Linked DNA regions of Rattus norvegicus: region 2 is linked to region 1. Evidence: chromatin contacts called from public Hi-C data. All regions are on one chromosome and are shown on one strand. Each heading gives the region's core, a stretch centred on a gene start, on an enhancer-like site or on the middle of the called end of the contact. The rest is flanking DNA. Distances are from core to core; before and after follow the strand shown.

Evidence for each region. A called contact is a pair of places that touch in the nucleus more often than the background predicts.
Region 2: a contact with region 1 is called in a Hi-C map of the A7r5 cell line, with 2.5 times the contacts expected there. The contact joins the promoter of Mrpl52 here to the promoter of Dad1 in region 1. A contact is called at or near these places in 2 of 12 Hi-C or Micro-C datasets (the A7r5 cell line and hepatocytes).

What each region holds. Positions count from the first base shown.
Region 1 is chr15:31,665,594-31,668,537 of GRCr8, forward strand. It overlaps Dad1 (defender against cell death 1), which reads right to left and starts at 1,566. Exons shown (of 3, transcript NM_138910.4): 1 at 1,285-1,566. The coding sequence starts at 1,495.
Region 2 is chr15:31,851,511-31,854,454 of GRCr8, forward strand. It overlaps Mrpl52 (mitochondrial ribosomal protein L52), which reads left to right and starts at 1,426. Exons shown (of 5, transcript NM_001108375.2): 1 at 1,426-1,476; 2 at 1,546-1,606; 3 at 1,683-1,750. The coding sequence starts at 1,449. It also overlaps a transcript of Slc7a7 not described here.

The sequences.
Region 1 (2,944 bases), core at 316-2,815:
AGAGAAAAGGGAGAGAGAGATAGAGTGAGAGAGAGAGAAAGAAAGAGAATGAGAGAACGCACTAACATGACTTTTCAGCAAATTGTTCTTTTCTATGTAGTCCTGGAAAGTCAGAACTTAAGGCAGAGGCTTGTGAAGATGGGAGGCTTCAACAGGACAGGGCCTACTTAACTCAGGCTACGGCCTCACCCTGTTCCTACACTTCTGTAACCAGAGGATAAATAAATAAGAGGCTCTCAGTAAGATGCTTTCTCCTGGCTGGTTAATTGAACTGCCTTGAATGGTACTGGGCACAGTAAAGAGGCTTGTCAGATCTGCCTAATGGTGCTAACAGATCCTGATGGTTAGGGTGTAGCCTCAGGGAACTGAACCAAAACCCAAAGACGACCACTTAACAAGCTGATTGTGCAGCTCCAGTTCTGATTGTGCCCAGTGTGCCCAAACTAGCAATGTGAATGTGTACATGTGACTGAGATTTATGTTAAGACTGTAAATCAAATCTCCAGACAAGTCCAATGCCACCTTTTGTCTCTGCCCAAACCAGCTCTACTTCGCTGAAAAAAACAATTGCTAATAAACTCCCAAAACACTGCTGATCCTAATACATGTGGTAGTAACATTCCTGAGCCACCTGGTCCCAGAGTTCTCTCAATCCCATGGGGCAAGAAAGGTCGGGGTTCAGATAAAACACATGGCGGCAATCCTCATTAAGTCTGTAAGTCTGTAAGGTTATCAAATGTGTAGACCAGAAAGAAGGGCTAATACACAATTGTGCGAATAAAAAACTGAGTTCGGGATAATGAGAAAAATCACAGAAACTATGCACAGAAATAAGAAGGGGCAACTAAAAAGTCAGCATCAATGGATTGCCTCCTCACAATCAATCACTAATATTTAAATTCCTATACTATCACTAAAGTCTTCTCCTAGATGGAGTAGGGATTAGGCCAAAGTGATGGAAATGGTTCAGTTTGACTTTCCATTTAAAGCTCTTACAAACTTGAAATTTGTATTAAGGCTTCATCAAAATTGGGTATTTTTTCATTAGAGCGGTATTAACTACGACGACCACCAGAAGAGCTATTTCTTTACATATTCAGTTTCAGCTCCTAGCCAGCTGTTTGGCATTAGAAATGTGACAACATTTCTGAGTTTCCTTCCTGGATCCCAAGAAGTAAGAGTGACTTCACAGGCGACGACTTTCTACAAACTACCAAAGGGTACAGTGAGGACGAAGCTGCGTGCCAAAAGTGGGACATTATTATTAGGATACAGAATCATTACCCGCTAAGATGAAGCTGCCCACACAAGAGATGAAGCCAGAGAGGAAAGAGTTGAAGGGGAAGGTGCCCACGAGGAGACAGTAGCCGAACTGCAGCGCCCCGGTCAGCAATATATAAAGGAGATAGGCATCCAGCAACTTCAGCCGCTGTGGAGTGGAGCTCAAGTACTCCTCCAGGAACCGGGAGATGACGGACACCACAGACGCCGACATGACGAACCCGGGAACTTCGGATACCGGACGAACACAGGGTATGTGGCTCGCGCGTGCGCGTTAGCGGGCTCTAGCCACTCCCACGCCGGCGGGCCAATTGGGTCCGGGGTAAAAGCCAACCTTGGCGCCTCACAATTAATGCGCAGACGCAGACTACATCCCCAGACTGAAAACTACAGCCGGAAATAAATTAATGCGCCTGCGCATGGCCTATCTCCTCTCTGAAGACGTGTACTACATTCTTATTTCCGTCCTGCGTTTGTTGACGCCCACTGTTGCTCTGGCGACGAGATTTGTGACGGGAACAGGGGGAGAACTTTAACGGCGGACACAGAAGCATAACAGAGAGTTCCGGCTCTCTTTGAGTTCCTTGTCCTCAGTGGTGAAGCTTGGGAATCTGCTTAGAAACCAAGCTGGCGGTCCAGGGATTTAACCTGCCTGCCCCTAATCCTCTTAAAAGTTGTCTTCAGATGTCTGTGACCAATCATTAGAGCAGGACAAGGTCCTCCACAGTGAGAACTATGCTTATACGGGGCAAGCGCCAGTTTACACTGGCGGGAGAGGGTTGACCTCTACAGGATCCTGAACTGGAAGGCTGGATCTGGCCCCTACGAAGAACCTAACCCAGCAGGTATTCATTCATTCTACAAACGTTTATTGGGCACCACGGAGGGCCAGTAGCTTGTAGTTAAGTCGAGAAATTTTTAGGATAATCAATCACCGTCTAAAAAGAGAACTAGTCACTTGTGCATAGAGTGAAGGGTCAGGATCAGCAGCAATCCGCCCAAAACTATAATATCCAGAGATGTCAAGGTTGAAAGGCTCCGACGAGCATGTTTGGTTCAACCTTATCCTGTATGAATCATTTTATAGAAAAATGAAAGTTTGAGGTTTTAACAAGTACAATTAATTGCTTTTTAGCTAATCTCAATTGAAGAAAACTTTAGTTCTGCCCTCTGGTTTGCACTGCCCTTACAAGTTCACAAAATCCAGCCTTCTAAACCTAGTATTTTGTCTTTTGGTTGAAAAGCCTACCTGCGTATAATCCGGTACTTCATTTCCGCGTTTAAGTCACTTTCAACTGCCCTAACTAAAGAGAAGAGCAAAATTTTTAAAACAACTGAACTACTGTCACTTGTTATCTGTATTTAGCCCGCAACACTTAACACCACAATCCTATGAGGAATAAATAGCCCTGCCCAGGTTCCAGTGAATCATTCGTGTCCTTGGAAAGCATTAGTCTGTTAAAAGAGGTAAATCTGTATTCACAACGGAGACATTTGCACTCCTGAAGTGCTCTTGTGTTATTGTAGAGCAAGTGGGATGTGGAAGGATAGCCAGACTGGTTCCTAGTCCACATAATATGGCATGCATCTGAATTGAACCCTCCTCCCTGTCTCGTCACAAGTAGAACAGACTCCTCTGCTATTCAACTTAAGGCCAAGTGGG
Region 2 (2,944 bases), core at 176-2,675, 190 kb after region 1:
ATACACTCACAGGCCAGAAGAGGGCATCAGATCCCCTTATAGGTAGTTATGAGCCACAATGTGGTTGCTGGGAATTGGAACTCTTAACTGCTGAGCCATCTCTCGAGTTCACTGTTTTGTAACCTCTACTGATCCAACCTTGAATTTCTGGAGCCAGTCCATCAGCAGGAGGTCTATTGGGAGGGAGAAAAAGCCCACAAGCCCCTTGTTTTATGCTGCCAGGCTTCTGTCTCAGGCTAGGAGGGGAGGAAGAAGCCAGACATCTTGGAAATTCATCATTATCTAGTCATGACCTTATCTGTCTGCCTACCAGGGAATCTGTCCAAGTCCTGGGCCCTTAATACAGAAATGCCTAATTTGGGAACACTTGAATATATATTGTGTGTTGGGGATGGACCTGAATTCTAAGCATAAAATTCCTTCATGCTGGATGTTATTTTTGTGTATGCTGGAGATGAATCCACAGTCTGAGAATGCTAGGCAAAGCACTACACCACAGCACCATTACCAGCCCTTAGCACACCTATTTTTTTGTTTGTTTTTTTACTAAAATTCCCCCGTGACTTCAGGTGTGTAATTTCCCATTGTAGTATCATGTTTGGATTCAACAAATTTGATTTTGAAGCACTTCAGAGTTCAGTTTTCAGGTTTGGACCACTCAAAGTATACTTAACTCATGAGAATGTGCGGTAGATGCTCTTTAAATCATCAGAATTATAACCCTGTATTCGGGAGCAGAGGCAGATGTATCTCTGTGAGTTCGAGGCCAGCCTGGTCTATATACTGAGTACCATAGTTGCATGGCGAGACCCTGTCTAAAAAAAAAAAATTGGCACCAGTACAACTTCCTCAAAAAAGTTTACCAGTGTCCTCAATTTCGTATTTCCATACATATTCTTGCAAATAACATATACTTCCCTTCCTAGCATTAGTCATGTCTATGATCATCTGTCTTCCCTAGACTCAATGTCTTATCTGGACTGCTTTTACCTATCCTTACAATCTCCAAACCCATTCATTACTTCTTCGATTCTGTTGGGTGAGAACCAAATTTTTCTGACTCGTTCTACACTTGATCGTACCATGATCAGAAAACAAACGTTAAAATGATGCAGAAGGCTGCACAATGAGGTTCGTTGGATGCGACACTTCTGAGTTACCCTAAATTTCCAAAGGCTGGAGGACGTCCAGGAAAGGTCTTGGAAACAGCTGAAAAGGATTCGGTCGCATTTATCTCGACCACCTCGGAGGTTGTAAGATGCACGCGCGGGACAGTTCCTCCTGTTCAGAACATACAGCCGGCAGCGAACTCTCACTTCCGTACGATGACCCAAGATGGTGGGACCCGCGATTGAAAACCACATTCAAGATGTCGGCTTCCGGTTTTCCCCGGCAGCGTCCTGCGTGGCTACCGGAGCCACGCCCACTTCCGGTTTCTTTGCTCCAGCATGGCTGCCTTAGGGACCTGGCTATCCAGTGAGTGATTGTGAGGTTGGGAACCCGGGGGCCGCGGGGCAACAGACCTCTAACTCGCTACTCTTCCAGTAGGTGTCCGGAGGTTGCACAGTAGTGCAGTGGCGCGGGCCGGCAGCCAGTGGCGACTCCAGTGAGTGCCGGGCGGGGACGCGGCGGGACCTGGCATCCCGCCGATTACTCACCCCCACTGTTTTTACCTCACCCAGGCAAGGGCTGGCTGCCAATCCTTCCGGCTATGGGCCCCTCACGGAGCTTCCTGACTGGTCTTTCGCGGGTGAGCCTTGATGTCAAGGTTTTTTTTCTTTTTCCTCTGAGACCACCCGGTTGTAGGGATTGGGGGGCGTGTCTGGGAAAATACTGAACCTTTTACTTAGGCAAGAGTTCGAAGCTCTAATTTTGTCTGACTACATAGCTGAGTGTTAGTTCACCCCTGAAGTTTTAGCTTTGGAGAGTTGAGGCAGAGGGATTGCTGTGAGGCAAATGCTATGTAGGGAACCCCTGATTATCCTGAACTACAGAATGAGACCCTGTGTATCAATAAATAATAAAAAGGCTAAGGAAAGTAATCTGTAGGGGATCGTGCCCAGGAGATACAAGGTAATTCTAACTTGGGCTGTCCTGGGGGCTGGAAGTGTGTGTGACTTTTATCCCCTCAGAAGTGGTATTTTGAGAATTTGGTTGCAAATACACAAGGAATTCTTTGAAAAGCTGCTGAAGAGAACACTGAAGATCCCTACAACTCTGAATATGGCAGACTCAATACAGGGAAGTCTCTTTTAAAAAAAAAAAAAGCGAATGAGCTGTCGACACGCCTCGAGATACGCCTCTAATGCAGTGACTGTTCTTCCGGAGGATTTGGGATCGATTCTCAACACCCACATGGTGACTCAAAATTGCTTGTAACTCCAGTTCCAAGATCTCTGATGTCATCTTTAAGCTTCCACCTGTACCATGCACCCACACGGTGTTCAGACATACATGCAAGGAAAACACCCAATCACATTAAGATAAAACTTTTAAAAGGGTAATGACACATACCTGCAATCAGCACTCAGGAGGCAGAAGCACTCAGAGCTACATTGTCAAACCTCGCCTCAAAAAAATCAAAAGTGGGGAAGAAGAAAAAAAAAAAAGCCCTGCATTTCATTATACAGTGAGATGAAGTTTAGCAAAGACTTACACTGAGTGAAGGGTTTCTGAAGGAAAAATTAATTCAGCATGGCAGACCACCCTAGGTCCGTGCTATTGACAGGGTTAAATGATAGGACCATGCCTAGGAACTCCGTTTTCATGATTCTGTTGTACCTCACCACGGATGCTAGATGAGTTTCAGCTGTGGTTGTGAACTGGGTTCCTCTTCAGTATTATTTTTGGTGAGCAGAACTGGGACCTGAACCTAGGGCCTCACACATGCTATCCCCGACCCCAACCATAGTCTGTGTGAACTGAAGAGGAAAGCTAGAGATTT